Linked DNA regions of Columba livia: region 2 is linked to region 1. The links are chromatin contacts, called in public Hi-C maps. All regions are on one chromosome and are shown on one strand. Each heading gives the region's core, a stretch centred on a gene start, on an enhancer-like site or on the middle of the called end of the contact. The rest is flanking DNA. Distances are from core to core; before and after follow the strand shown.

The links. Hi-C and Micro-C count contacts between places; a contact is called where the count stands out from the background.
Region 2: a Hi-C map of liver shows a contact between it and region 1, with 1.9 times the contacts expected there. The contact joins two enhancer-like sites.

What each region holds. Positions count from the first base shown.
Region 1 is chr3:63,115,635-63,123,562 of bColLiv1.pat.W.v2, reverse strand. No RefSeq gene overlaps it. Among named protein-coding and RNA genes, the nearest start is that of HIVEP2, 150 kb to the left of the region's middle. Within about 2 kb of position 4,317, at least 1 of the 3 cell types and tissues checked has an H3K27ac peak away from gene starts, as active enhancers do.
Region 2 is chr3:63,210,223-63,218,150 of bColLiv1.pat.W.v2, reverse strand. All of the region lies in intron 4 of HIVEP2 (HIVEP zinc finger 2), which reads left to right. Among named protein-coding and RNA genes, the nearest start is that of HIVEP2, 52 kb to the left of the region's middle. Within about 2 kb of position 4,875, at least 1 of the 3 cell types and tissues checked has an H3K27ac peak away from gene starts, as active enhancers do.

The sequences.
Region 1 (7,928 bases), core at 3,068-5,567:
TGTCTATGAAGATCCATATGTCTTTTCTGCAAAGCACAAGTGAAATACAGATGCTCTGGCAAGCACTCTTCATTCTCTTCTCGCGGAATACTGTCACCAGAGTCACTTCAGGATTTATGTGCGTCAGCAAAACAGAGACCATATTGGTCTGATATAACTGCCTGCACGATCCTCTTCTGAAGCTTTAGATTCTGACTCAGGGTAGTGACTCCATCACATGTTAAATACCTTTATGGAGATTTCCCCACTGCAGGACACATTGCCAGTAGTGAGTAAGACTTAGTACCGATGAATGACATTGTTAGCTTTAACAGACCCAAATGGTACTTAAGTACAAAAATTTCAATCCCAGAACACTGCAGTCAGCTCCTGTTTTACCCCAGTGGCACCTCCTGGTTTGAGGCTGTTTCCTTGAGTTCTGCTTTTGAGCATGAACTGGACTTCTTGGAACTGCTTCATTCTTCATTCGCTTCCAAACTGAGCTGGACACCAGAAACACATTTCTTGGCCTAGGTCCTCCAAGGGACCTGCCCTACTGAGTGGGTCTTTGAAAATACCTGACCTGAGAAAATGGGACTCCATTTTGAATTATTCTTATGGCAAGTGCTGTCTTCACCTCTTAAGGATTAGCCTAATGACTTGGCCCCCCTCTCTGAGTACCTAAAGAACCCCAAAATTCTGTGTTGAAACTTCTCCTCTTCTAGATCAACAACTCCAGTCTCCTAGGAGAGGTGCCCTAAGCACCCTACAAGGAGTAAAAGAGTATTTTCTTTCCTGCTGCAGTTCTGCTACTGTGAAGCTAGAAATTCAAGATTGATTGGATCAGCGAGATTGTAGCCTGTTGTCTCCAAGAAGAAAAGCTCTTTGAATGTGCCCTGCTTAGTACAGAGAGAGCCATCTGGAAAGCCAGTGAATAGAGTGGTGTGAGAGAGACTTTTGAAGGACAGGGACAGAGCCAAAGAAGTTCCCTGCCCACAGCCTTCAAGACAGCTTGGAGAGGATGGTTTCAAACACTGCTTAGATTCCAGCTCCTTTCTGAGGTGATTGACTCTCCCATGTCCAATAGGAGGGGGGGGAGGGTGGGGCAGACTAACAGTTCAGAGTAAGGACCAAGCCCCAAAATTTAGGTGCTGCACTGCCTGAGCCCTTTATTGGGTTTTACCCTGAACAGCTGAGGGACAACAAGCCTTATTGATTTATTCCACTGCACAGTGGAACAAGCCAATGGGACTTATCCTTTTAAGTCATTTAGCCACCCCTGAAAATCTCAATCAATGTTCTCTGAAGAATGCCCTTAAAGTAAATCCAGGATATTCAATGCAAAACCTGCACATCACATCATATATCTTGGTCTAGCCACTGCTTTGAGGTTGGTGGTTTTGTTTGTTTGTTTGTTTTCAGTTACATTGCCTGCATGAAAAAATCAGCAGTCCATGTACTAATGGAGTTTATTACTGTGATGATGTCCCTGCACCATTTTCTTAAAGACAAATTACATACACTAAACACAGGCCTTGAACCTATGGTTAATGTAGGCTCAATTTAAGATGAAAGTGCTGGATAGTTTGACTTGTTCTGCAATTATTCTTGGGGACTTTCTGTATGCTACGTTTCCCACATGTGTTTGTGCTGTCTTCAGTATGTCTGCTTTTAACTGGATTCGGTATCACTGACAGCAACAGGAATGTGGGAAACAGCTTTCACTGTGAACCACTTGGCTTTTGCTCCTGTGTGATGCTTACGTGAGCTATAAGAAGTTGATTGGTTGTGTGTACATAAGTCTTCTCCAAATGATTGTGTTTGTTAAGGAAAACTCTTTTTAAGAGTTCCTTTAATTAGTGCGTATAGAGGTGCCATGTACATATGGTTCGTATGTGTAGGGCTTTATTAGGCATGAGATTGAATTTAAGCAAAAGATAAATATCTCCATCTTTTTATACAAGATGATCTTGACCTGGACCACTGTGGAGGCAGAAGTGGATTACACATGTCCTTGGGAGCAGATCCCTGCAAGGACCATGAACCACTGAAATCCCCACAAAGGATGAACTGCCATTCAGGGACTACTGGCTCTCCATGCTGGCAACTGGCTGCGCACGCCGCCTTGGTGACATTTACCCGTCAGCTTTAAGAAACGGGTGGCCTCCTATTGCGCTGTGCATTGTTGTACGTGTCAAAATCATCTCCTACAGGCAGGCCCCTCACCCAACATGCATCAAGCAAGCTCCAGTGGTGCCAGTGCACTTCTGCTGCAGAGCAGCTGAGGGAGTTAGGGAGCCTAATACCTCTGAGGGCTGTTCAAGCATACAAATAACCTGTATGTGCTTGGCTGCTTGCAGGCTGGACTGCAGGATGGTGGGAGCAGCGGTAGAAGAAAACAACAGCTTTTGAAAAAACAGTAAAAATTTCTGCTCTAGTGAGTTTCCCTGCTTTTCTTCTGCATTGTGTGAATATTCATTCTGAAGCCAACATGATGAGGAGACCTTGATCAGCAGCAGGCTTAACCAAAAACAAAAACAATATTACCACATAAACTGCCTTTTCACATTCTTTCCTGATGAGTGACATCTCGTAACTGACAGGAACATTGCTAAGCAAAGCAGCCAGGATGAATAGGCATGGCAGTGTGCACGGCCCCGTGAACACCCAGCAAGATGGAGAAAGCCAGTGGAGACAGATTGGGCTCCGTACTGGAGAACAGCATTTCTTTTCCCACTCCCCTGCCAGAATACAAGAAGAGGCTGACACCATGCCATAGAAACTAATGGAGTTTCCACATTCATTTTAACAGCAGGAGCTGCAGTCTCTGAAGGCTTGTTTCCATGAGGTGGTGAGAAATCTCGCTGCTAAAGTTGCAGGGATGTCAGAGTACTTGGCATTTTGCCATTTCAACTTCTTTCTTTCCTATCTGCTCCTACAGGAGAGAAGGTCTTTGCCTGGTTCAGCTGTGCTTTGCTAGGGTGGGGTGGCTGAGGGAGGCAGCTCTGGGTCGTGGAAGGAGCTGGTCCCCAAATATCCCGAGCGCTGGTGTAAATGCCCTGAATCCTCCAGGCATATTAGCACTGGCCCTCTACACAGTGGCATTGTGTAGTCTGGAAGGAAAACAAAGGCTTGGGGGAGGAACTGTGTGCTTATTCTTCCTAAATGGATATATACTCATAATCTGCAAAGGGAAGGGTTACTTCGGAAGAGTGGCTATTTGAAAAGCCAGGTTTTCTGAAGAGCTGGACTCTTTGGTTGAGGCACTTAGATTAAGTGGTCAGAGATTTCAAAAGTGCTGAGCACTTGTTCTCAGCAGAAACTACTGGATTCTGGGTACATGTGAAAATCTGGCCCTTAAAAACTTCTTAATGACTAACTTAATGACGTCTGGCACTTCACTTCCATTTGTTATTTCTCACAATCTTTCTTCCCTTCACAACATCCATATTTAGACAGAAAGTAATATGGAAAAAAAAAAAGAATGAAACAACAATGAAACGTTCATGGTTGAAATTGCCTGTTGCTTTTTACTGACAGAAAAAATGAAAATGATAAAGTGGAGGCTTTGATCAGTTTTGTGACAGTCTTTCCTCTCTGTTTCATATTTCTTGGTGACATTTTAACTCATGAGATGCATACAGAGAGACATCTTGGACTCATCTTAAATCTTTCAGAAGTCTTCTTTGGACGCTCAGTAGAGATGGGGGGCTTTTAACTCTGCAAAAAAACAAAACAAAACAAAAAAACACAAAGGCGTGGAGCAGTCCTTCTCTGGCAGAAGATGAGCTAAATAGCCTAATAGTTTTTTCCATCTGTATTTCCTCTGGTCCTGCTGCAAGCAGGAGGGATTCATATCCAGCTGATCTCTCAGGGTGGGGGTTGAAGGGAGCTGGGTGATTTCATAAGCTGAGCCCCGTTGCCTGCTCCATCAATTAACACAAGCAGCGGGAAGAAGCTGAGGGGGGATAACACCCCCGTGGTGTTGCCCCTGCTCTGCGGGATCCCCTGAAAGGTTTTTGCTGGCTCTCTGCAGAGCTGGATCCCTGCCAGGCTGCAAGAGCAAAGGATCAGCCACCGTCTAGAGCACTGCCCTGCGCTAACTCGCTGGATTTCCATGCAGAAATCCAAGTGGGAGTTAATGCTGCTTTAAGCAGCCTAAAATTTGGCTGGGCTTGCTCTCTGGCTGCTACTGCGCAGCTGTGAGTGGCCTCCGCCACTGCCAGGAAAGCCACTGGTGGGGCAGTGCTGGTTGGGGGACTGAGCCCATGGGGTATGGCAGGGGGGCTGGCGGGGGGGCTCCAGGATGGCTGTGGCTGGGGAATGCAATGCTTGAGGCTGCCCTGGCCCATCAGTGCCCCACCAGCTCCCAAAAAATACTTGGAAATTCTGTATCCTGGAGCTCACAAAGTTTCCTGGCTCCTGCAGTCTGATTTTCCAGGAAAGGGGACAAGCTAAACCCTTGAACAGCTTGGTTTGCTGTTTTTCTTAAAATTAAGGTATTCAAAATAATGCCAATGGTGTCAAACGTTACCCCTCCCTGGAGGAATATGAAGCAGGAGCCAAAAATGTGTTGTCACAATGCTCATTACCTGAGAATTTTGATAAATTAAAAAGGGCAATGAAGAAGAAAGTCACTGCCTGTTTTAAAAAGGCAGGATAGAGTCTCTTTCCCCCTCCAACTTCGATGTGTTAGTTTCAGAAACATCAGCAGTGATGATGATTTAGTCATCTGTATTCTGCGGGCTTTAATGGGATGCCAGCTCCTGATTTTATACACTAGTTTCTTGATAGACTGCCTATTTCAGCAGAAATTACTGTTGTCAGCTCTGTGTTCGGGGTGCTAAAATCATCAATGTCACAATGTTCTAAAGAGGTGATGCACAATGTGACATCCAGAGAGAAGAACTCAGAGGCTGTAATATTTTCCCCAAATTTGCCATCATTCAAATGCCACAGAATCTGCAGTGGAACGAAAGCTGGTGGGGGGGAAGCAAAACCTTGCTGTGTTATAACGAATGAAATGCTACAATAGAGTTTGAAGGTGCAAATCAGGCTATAACAAAACATGAGTGTGCATGCTTTCAACACCAAAATGACTTACTGGCTGCTAATTAAATCTCCCTGCAAATGGGATTTCATTTTTATTTTTTGATGGAAAAAGTGGTTTTATTACATTTACTTGGCTGACAGCCAGGAATGCAGCTCAATACGAATCAAGCAAAGTTAAAGGCCTTCTGCAGCAACATATGGCTTGTTTGGGAAGTATGAGTCATAAATGGAACCAGATGCAAAAAAAAAAAAAAAAAAAAGGTTATGAGAAGGTAGCAACAGTCCTCAGGCAGATGCTGATATTATTATTTCTGATGTTTCCACCTTGCTGTGAAAAATTTACATGTGAAAATTAGTGAATAGTTTTTCCAGCATGGACTGGCTGTTTCAAAGCCCTTCAATGGCGTAGGGCCACTCGGTCTGCTTGTATAGCTAGTTCATAACTTACATAAGCTATTTTCTTCTTGTGACATATTAATAAATTATTCTCAGTGCTCCTTGTTCCTCTCCCAGTTTCAGGTTGTTTCTTAACATACAGAGGGTTGGCCTTTAGTTTGTTCTCCAGATCCTATGTAAACAGAGGCTGGTAGAAGCATGTCCTTGCCTAGGAAGAAACCCTATGGAGGCTTTGTAGCCACACTCTGTGCTTATCTGTGTAGAGCGCCCACATGTGCCTGTGCACACACAAGCCAACCCAAGTGTCAAGAAAATGACAACTGACATGTGGAAGGGAGCCATCAGGGCCATCTTCTGCCGGGAACTTTGCCTGCCTGCAGCAAGGCAACAGGTAAGCAGGGAAGGACCGGGGCTGGTGAACTGCAGAGGAGGTGGGCAAACTGGGGGCATTTCGGCACACATAACAGGGCCACCAGCTCTTTTCCCACTGGCTGCTGGCATTGCTGTGTGTTGAAGGATCTCTGCATGCCTGTGCACTCATTGCTGTGTTGGGCACCCACAGCATAGGTATGCTTCTAGCACAGAGACCCATAAGTATCACAGAATCACAGATTGTTAGGGATTGGAAGGGACCTCGAAAGATCGTCTAGTTCAATCCCTCTGCCAGAGCAGGAACACCTAGGTGAGGTTACACAGGAAAGCGTCCAGGCGGGTTTTGAATGTCTCCAAAGTAGGAGACTCCACAACCTCCCTGGGCAGCCTGTTCCAGTGTTCGGTTACCCTCACTGAGAAGAAGTTTCTTCTCAAATTTAAGTGGAACCTCTTGTGTTCCAGTTTGAACCCATTACCCTTTGTCCTATCATTGTTTGTCACCGAGAAGAGCCTGGCTCCATCCTCGTGACACTCACCCTTTATATATGTGTAAACATTAATGAGTCTCCTCCAAGCTAAAGAGCCCCAGCTCCCTCAGCCTTTCCTCATAAGGGAGATGCCCCACTCCCTTAATCGTCTTTGTTGCCGTAAGTTCCTAAGAGTTTGAGTCTAGAGCTCTAGATTTCATTTTCTTTTTTGCCAGAGTTGTGCCCATATTTCACCCTGTTCCTGTTGTTGTTCTTCTAACTCCTCCAGCCCATCACTCCCTGTTAATCATGTAGGTTGTCAAGAACTTTGTCAAAATTTAAGTCAGCAAGATCCCCTTCCCACCCACTTAAAATCCCCTCTTACCACAGGTAAGACAGATTCTCTGGGGCTCCTTGCTGGGCAAAGCCCAGCTAACCCTGGTGTGAAAGGAAATAATGTTTTACACACTCAAGTCCTGTAGGGTAAAATGGCCAGTACAACAGCAACACAAGCCACCCAGCACAAGCAGTGCAGGCACAAACACCAGCTGACAGGGTAGGCTATATAGCAGTTTCCTTCAACCAGTGGTGGACAGCAGATGATGAGCAACAGTGAGCACCCCACTGGAACAGGATGCCCTGCAGCATGTGTCCTCCCAGCTCAAGCTCTCCCTTCCTCCCACCGCCAAGGCTCCTCCAGCATGCGGCTGCTTGCACAGTCCCGGGCCGTGGTGTGGCTCAGCCCTGCTGCATCTCCTTGGAGGTGGAACAAGCTCCTTGGAGAACTTGTGAGGTATCTTCTTTCTGCTGTGGTCTCTTCCAGCAGTATGTACAAGAGCTGCCCAGGGCCTTCTTCATATCCTCCACCTGGAGAACCCAGTGCTTAAACCACAACTTGTACCACTGGCTTTTTCTTGTCAGGCTTTTTTAATACTCAGAAAAAGGCCATTGTTTTAGCAGAGTGGTTAAGTGACCCCACAGCATCTCACCTTGTTTGATCCACGAAGCTTATTAAGTCACCTGCCTGTCTCAGTGGAAGTGCATTTGGAGTTGGTGTACACAGCTATAGCCTGCCCAAAATATCCTGCCACAGTCATACCAGCTCCAATCTCTTTCCCTGGAGTTTAAGGTACTGCACAGCTACTCCCACATATGAGCAGGCTGCCTCAGCTGAAGAGGGGAAACAAGCTCAGCTCACAACTCAGAGGTTCGCTTACTCCTTCGTTATCTTAGTGGAAAGTCAAACTGCAGGCAAACATTACCTCCCAGGGTTTGCATTACAGCATATGTGCTATCCTTTGCACTTTAGGAATTCGAATTGCATATCTGAATTGGAAATACTATTTCTTTGTTTTTGAACCTGGTTTATGCTGGCATCTGGGATCCTAGTGACAGAAAAGAATTGACTGTCAGTAATTTTGAAATTAATACCAGGGACTGAAGCAAAGGAGTTATTTTTAAGGCTGTTGCTTTGTATCCACAAAAATCCTCTGGGAGGATAGAGGGAAGCTCAGGAGACTATATGTCCTCTGGGATGAACAAGAGTCTGTCACCTTGGTGGGGAACCCAGAGCTCTGCTGAATCATGAGGCACATTGTGCAAGCTGAATGGATAAAAATTTTCACCTGTACTAAAAAAACCCAAGTCTTCAACACACAGTGG
Region 2 (7,928 bases), core at 3,626-6,125, 94 kb before region 1:
TCTCTCCAGTGCTGCTGAAACTGGGAGCGAGCGGGCAGCTGGGGTTGAGGAAGGGTTTCCCACCGTCCTGGCTGTGGTTTCGCGTCCTGGAGGGGCTGATCCTGCTCCCCATCCTCCACGGCCGCCTGCCTGAGCCCACGCTGGCTGGTTTAGGCAGCTGGAAAGGCAGCAAGCTGTTGGGTGGCCAGGGCTTTCTGATAGTTAGCACCTTGGATTGACCCCCCATGGGCACAGGCAAACTCTAGAGGTGGCAACCCAAACAACAAACTGAGTACAGTGACATGAAGAAACCTCAGATCCTCTTGCTGCAGCTGCAGAAGAGGCTATTGTTATTAAATGCTAGTTTCTCACTAGCAAAATCTGGTGCCAGGTTCTCGGGCAGCAGCTTTTCTTAGTTTCCTGGTTTGATTTGCTTTAGAACTTTGGCGTAAATCCTGTAATTTACTCTTAACTATGCTACCAAGTGTAACCAGTTTGAACTATATAATAGGTAGTGACAATTTTAAATTTAGCTTTGAATGTACTTAATTCAAAAAAATAAAAATGTTTATTTTCACATTATATATCTGAAATAAGAACAACTCCCACCACCACTGTCCATTGTTACTTGTCTTAGATTTCTTCAGGGGTGTTTGCATGCAAAGGGAGGTATCAGATTCCTACTTCCAGATACAGAAAAATCATTATGTAGTCTCAGAAACGTCTACTACTATAACATTTTAGTTTCACTTTTCAATTACAATCAATATTGCCTGTTTTGCCAATGCTAACATTGGGAGGAAGCCCAAAGAGATTGATGTGCAGGCAGAATGAGAATAACATGACTATTTTTATGATTCTGACATCAGTGTCCTGGTTTATCTACTGTTGTATGACACAGTGACTAAATGCTCCATACTATTCCATCCTCAGTGAGCCAAATGTCTTTTCCAATATTGCCCCTTGTTTCAAAAGTCGTAGAAACTTTAAATAAATAGTTTGCTAATTTGCGGTGTTCTCTTACTCTCTGGAAATCTAATAGTCTATTTACTTTTCATAAACAATATCCCTGCATGACATTAATGTATATTTCTAATTGGATACTCATGGGGCAATGAGAGCTAACTAATGAGCTTCCCACTTCAAATATGGATTTTTGAAACCATCATGAAGCTTTGTTACAACAGGATATCTCTGCACTCTTTTGTAATTAGATGGGTACATTCATTTGCCGTCATGATTCCTGTTCTGTCCTTTACCTGTTTTCGTTATTTTTTGCTCTATATTGAAAGGCAAAACATTTTTACTACTGGGGAAAGTAAAAGCTCCTCCTACCAGATCCTCATTTTCCCATATCTCCTTTTACCCTATAGATCCCACCTTCACTGCCCATCTGTCACATTCCAAGAGTTTGCTGGGTCCCTTTATGTTCCAAGTAAACAGCCTTTTCAAAAGTCTGTTGGCTTCCAGCAGCAGTTGCACAAACTGGCCTTGTGCTGTATCTCCTGTATGAGAACTGACAGAACAGACAGCTGGTTGCAAAAAAAAAAAAAACAAAAAGAAAAGTGAACTATACCAAAAATTTCACTTTCCAAATGGAGTAAAATGCCTGTTTTATATGAACAAAGGGTTTTGACTATTCCTTGTTCAAACAACCCTTTGGTCTTTTAGTGATGTAGGGATTCACATTGCACCCCCTTAATGAATATTGGCAGAGTCTGTGGTGTCCTTTTCCTGTGGATGTATGTGTAAGTAACATTAGCTGTAATGCTGTAATAAAGTACTAGAGAAATGGAGCACCAGGACCCTTCCAAAATGCCTGGCTGCTGTGATTAACCTGTTCTGTCTCAACAGGCAAATGGCATGTGGGAAGTGAACTTTCCAAGCACAGCTGGATGTTGCAGGAGCAGCCTGCTGCTTCCCCATCATATGAGTGGTTTTTGCTTTACAGCTGTTGTTCACACACAGGAATAAGAGCGTATGCTGCAGCTTTCTTCTTCCCAATCAAGGTGTAAAAGGACTTTTTGAGAATTATGAGCACAGCCCTAAAGTTGGTCAATCTCAGAGTATTTTTGTTGAGCTTCAGATCTTGGTCTCATTTCTATGTTTACTTTGTTTAATGGTTGTGGACATCTCTATGGCTTTAACCAAATGCATGGAGACAGCCAGCTCTGTCCAGCCTCTGCTTTGTGCAGCTGGGCAAGGAGAAAGAGAACAGAGCCATAACCCTGCATTCCGCACAGCCTCCCCACCTCTTGCACCTTTTGAGGGGCCAGTGGCTGCTGGTGTGACTTGGAGCAGACGCACCTGCTAGTGGGGTTGAAAAGAGCTGCCCTGGCAGCCTGTGCTCCGACGGGCACCTCGTGCTTCTTCCTTGGTGCCGGGGACACCGCAGTCCACGGTGTCTTCTGGGGAAGCTCTTCCTGGGTGGGGGTTTCCCTCCAGCTAGGGGGATCTCCTAGCTGGATTCAGGATTCAGGCGCCGTTTTATTTGCCACACCTGGGACAGTAGAGATGGTGTCCAGGTTATGTGTTAGTATCCCTGCCTCGCAGCTTTTACAGCTTTGAAGCTGCAGCAATGCTACAGGCACATCCCTGCCACAGCCATGCAACGGTGTGGTGATGGAGCCATGTACCTTGGTCATACCTGATGCGAGGGGGTGGAGGGAATGGGGAGGGGATCAAGTCCCTTCCACAGGTGTTGATGTGGACGAAGAGCCACGCTCTCTCCGCCCGCTCAGGCTTGTGCCATGGCAAAAGAGAGGTCCTGGGCTGTGAGTTGTGAAACTGTCTGATCCATCACTGACTAATGCTACACGAATTTCAGAATGTGTGGCAAAACATAGTATATGGCTTATAAACTGTGTAAAGTCTCCTGAGGAAGATGGGGGTTGTAATACCTGCTTCTGAACAGGTGAGGGGCTTCCTGTGTTTCACATGAAACATTGCAGGTTGTATTTTCCCATAGAATTTGCAAACTTGCTAAAATTTGTATTTAGGTACTTCACAGGTTCTTGGTGATGAGGTATTTTACATATTTACACCTCTCCTATTTTTCATGACACTTGTGTTATTGTAAGGACTCCTACAATTGATGGCACTAGGGGATTTGAATGTTTTGACTCCTACACCTTCTGTAGGAAGGGAATTGTTTTATTCCAGGACGTTGCATTGAGTGGGCACCAGTGAAAGTCCTGGGAATGACAGGAGGAGAAAAGAGAGACCAGTACTAGGTGTCTGCAGAAAATTGGTTATGATAATCAGCTAGAGGGCACTAATGAATATCTCTTCTTAGGGCTGTTAAATTAGGCCATGTGGGCTGCCAGCATCTTTACGCATGAGAGAAACATGAGGGCTTTGCAAAACAGTTGTATTAAAAATAATTTTTCATGTTATTTTTAATAATTTTATCACAGATGTAGAAAGTGAGGTAGAAGTTTGTAGCCTGGGACATTTCTTTCTCCTGCTTTACAGGGTAAACACCAGTGTTTGTTTGGCTAGCTAATGTTTTCCAAAAGTATGTCAATGAAGTAGGCATCAGAGGCACAAAGTACTTTGGTGTATTTAGATTTTAAATATGCAATAGAAAGTCATTAACTTTTAGACTCATAAGCACCAAATTATCTTCTGAAAAGGGGGCTTGGATGTTAAAATCAGTTAATTTAAAAAAATAAGATTTTAATATTGGCAGAAATGCGGAGTCAGTGTTTCACTATCAGCAGTGATGATAGGCTCAGTTATATCCTAGTAAGTTTGATTACTGTGAGGGCATGAGAAGGATCCTGCAGCTGTTTCAGGGGGCGAGAGTGTTGTGGGATTACTAGTTGATTGGTTAATTTAAGGTATTATTTTTTTATCTTTATATTGATGTGGAAAAAAAAATCCAGTTGCACAGAATCATAGAGTAGCGTAGGATAGATGGGATCCCTGGGGTCATCTTTCTAGCCCATGCTCAAAGCAGGTACATGGTACATGGTTTTGTATGTCATCAGTCATTTACCTCTACATGGTTTTTATTTGTGGATGAAAGATTAACTATTCAGGTCTTTTTGTTTTTCTTTTTTTGAGTAATAGAGAGGCAAATGCCGAAGAGGAGTAAAAATTAAGCCAAAAGTATTGTACAATGAAGTTGATGCAAACAGCATTGAAGCATCACCAGAAAATCCCACCCGACTTCACATGTATAGAAACTTCTATTTATAACAAGCATTGCTTTTGGGTAGCACAAGGGACTTAATTTGTGAATTAATTTTAAATTGTTATTTTCATTGTTGGCTGATATACAGAAGGAATTGGTAAATAGTAGGAGCAAAGGCTATACGACATTTTATAGCCAGTGGTTCTGTTTACACTTAATCCCTATAATGCAGTGTTAAAATTTACAAAACAGCTTGTAATTGCAGTAGTTTATTTAAACCAGCTATTTGTGGTTATGTCTGCTGAGGAAACTTAAACTTCAATGTTCCCCAGCCATCTAATAGCAGCAAATTGACTGTGGGTCTCTTGTAAGAATATCTAAATGTAGGCTGTTGAATAATCCCTTTGGGGGCCCTGTAACTATTTTTGTGCCTGGATATGCGTCATCAGTGGGTATTTTCTCTGGTGACTAGCTTACATCAGTAGGTCTCCTACCATACACTCTATCAGTGAGTGACTTATGATTGATGGGAGTCACGGCTGCTGTTTAGCTTTTATCTGTGACCTCAAATAATGGACAACAGGAATTTCCAGGCTGTTAAATTCCTTGAATGACTGAAGACACGGGATGGCTCTGCTGATAAACGCAGGTAGTACCCAGATGCTGGGTGTTCACCAGGGGCCGAGGCGGGAGGAAGGAGAGGGGGGTTCCTCGGCTGCAAGGCGGTGAATCCGGCTCCGATGCGTAGCCGAAAGGTGGGCTGCCCCGGACGCCGGGGAGTGGCCATGCCGGAGGACCTGCCGAGTGACGGGCCGTGATGCTCCGAGTCTCCTGAGCTTTCCAGCCATACGTGTCTGCCGGTGGCAGCGGCGTTTCAATGTGTTTAACTGGTTGATCTTCAGGGCACTTCCTCGGTCTGTTTTATCCCAGGGAGACGCACAGTTTGCAGCTCTGTGAAGGGAAGCGCTGTGGAATTTCTAGCTGCAGCCTGGTTGTTTTCTTAACCCTTTTTGTTACTGCCTGTGAACAGCAAGTGCATTTATTGGCGTGCTTTACGCAGGTGCTACCTGCGCTAAATCTGAAGGTGCAGTAGGCTGTGTGGTATTAAGGTTGAGTTACACCTGCCACAGTGACCCACTGAGCATGTGATCGTTGTTCATTTCCTGGTGTTCAGCACTACATATCATCATAATAAGGACTGCAGATCCTGAGTTATCCCCTCTTTCTCCTTCCACTCTACCTTTCTGTCAGAAGCTGACATGCAAAATGAGGCTGCAAGACAGCTACGAGATTTTTGTAGAGTGTTTACTTGTGATGAATTTCACAGCTTGAGTCAGCCCTATGCTGAGGCACTTTGTCATTTCTTCTTCTTCCCTCGCCCTGCTCTTCCCACCTCTCCTGGGCCCAGTCCCTCTGATACAGCTGTGACAGGAAACAGGGGATCAGTTCTCAGTGAGCTCCAGCTCAGAAGCCTTAGTCTTCCTCCTGGCAACCAGGGAGTGAAAATGACAGACATGGATGCTCTCAGTGTGATTGATGATTCAAAAAAGTCCTGAATGCTGTTTATCGCGTGGCATTGTTTGGCTGAGGGAGGACAGCAGCTGGATCCAAATTCCTCCTCACCACTTCTTCCTGTTGGCAGGTGGCCCTCCGCAGGGGCTGGTCTTGCAAACTCTCACACGGGGCTTATGTATGTGAGTGCCTACTATTGTTTTTCACTCAGATGACAGCGGAATGGAGTTTTGTGCAGGATTTTGAGACTCAAAAACTTTCGGAGGGAAAACAGGCACTTTGTTTTAACTCGCCTGCGTGCTTCCTCCTCCGCGGGTCCTAGACCAGAGGTCGTAGTTAATGAATGAAAACAGGCTTCCCGCAGAAGCCAGTTAACCCATGTCTGTGCGTTGGTTGACAATGGTGCTCACACAAAGCTGCCTTTGGCAGCAAGGCATGTGCTGTCGTGGTGTGGATGCCCTTGCTGTGAGGAATACAGGTTATCTGTACCTTCCAGACAGGTGCTTGGTCCAGCACAGGCACTGGGTCTGAAGAAGGTTTTCTCATCTGTTCTCTTGGTAGTTGAGTGCTGGTTAGGAATTGCATTCGACAGAAGTAGTAGAAAGAGAAGTGACAATTAAAAAGATGCTTGGAATATCAAGGGACAGGAGGGTATGAAAAGATTTTCATTGAACTGTGATTTACAAGTATACTCTTCCTTTGTTTCTATATAATTTTTTTTTGAAGTCACTTCAGTAAGACTTTGTGATTGATGACAAACTGGTTATGTAATTCAAAATCTGTAAAAGGTTGAGCACAAAAAAACTTGACAAATGTTCAGTCATTTGCATTAAAATTCAGTGAATTTTCCTGGGGCACTGGGCTTAGAAAATGTAAAGCTTGCTAACTGGTTGATGTTGCTATATGTATTATTTGCCACAGCTTTCTAGGAATCGTGCCCATTAACATTTTTGGCTAATACCAACCTCCTTTTCCCCATTTTAGAGGGATTGTGTTTTAGGGTAATGATAGTATTTTAAGGTAGCTTTCATTTGCGACGTTTGTGTGAAAGCTCAGCATCACCAAGTTTCCAGGAAGACTTTGTGGGCCTTCAAAACATTTCAGAAAGGGTTGTCATTTGCTAGGAAAAAGCATTAGCAAGCTGCCTGCTGATTCCCAATGCGTGGCACTGGGAGTGTCTGCAAGGCAGAGGGATGAAGTCCAAACTGACATGTGGCAGTGTAGGTACCTCCCTCTGTGCTATGACAGAGGTGTCACGTTGGCAACAAACTATTTCAGGTGCTGACCCTGCAGTGAAGTCACACCAGGTGGGTGCCTGGGTCCAGATGCCTACGCCCTGTTGACTTCAGTGACTAAGTGCAGACACAAAGTTCTGCTTGCCCAGCTTGAACTGAGGAATGATGAGTGTGGTGGCTAAAGCCTTGTTTTTCCGGAAGAGCCTTCACCTGTTCAATGGCCACCTTTAAAAGCTTGTCAGTATCTTGTCAGTTGCCCTGGACAACAGTTAGCCAGATATTTCATCTTGGTAGTTAAAACAATTAGATGTCTTGAGCAAGGAACACCACAAATTCACTGGAAGTCAAAGCATCCGCTGCTGCATCTTGTACTAACTTCATCGGGAAACCTCTCCTTCCCCCGCTGAAGCGTGTTGGTGTGCAACTGGTTCCCAGTGGGCTCAGGGTTGTAATTACCATACTGGGGAGGTGAAAACGGAAACTGAATCTGACACAGGAATATCAGGGGCTTCAGTTTGAATTTTTTTTGATGTGTCAGTTGAAGTAAAATATTAAATACTACTCATTTCTCTCCTACCTGTTAAATCTATGACTGCATGCTTTGTACAACTGTGGTAACGTTGGGTATTTGTTGAGGGTCATAAAAATGAATTGGTGTTTTTATAGTTTTGTATTGTTTTGACATAGTACTATCAGTGCTTAAATACTCTTGAGAATAAAGAGGTGCCCTGGGATGGGAAGAACAGAAAGGGCGATACAAAGCTCACCTCGCCCATGGCCCTCCCTTCTGGCAGCCCTTTTTTGCCTGAAGAATGTGGAGCAGGCAGTGCTGCTCAGTCATTCACAAAATCATTAGTGCAAGTAGAGATATGTCGCTACTATGGGTTGGCTATACATTGTAAAAGTATTCTGAAATATGAGGCAAAGTAGTGATTTCACTACTTCAGGGCACATGGCGTCTTTTGGCTCTATTACTAGGGGAAAGGGGCCTGGGGGTCCTGGTGGACAGCAGGATGACCATGAGCCAGCACTGTGCCCTTGTGGCCAGGAAGGCCAGTGGCATT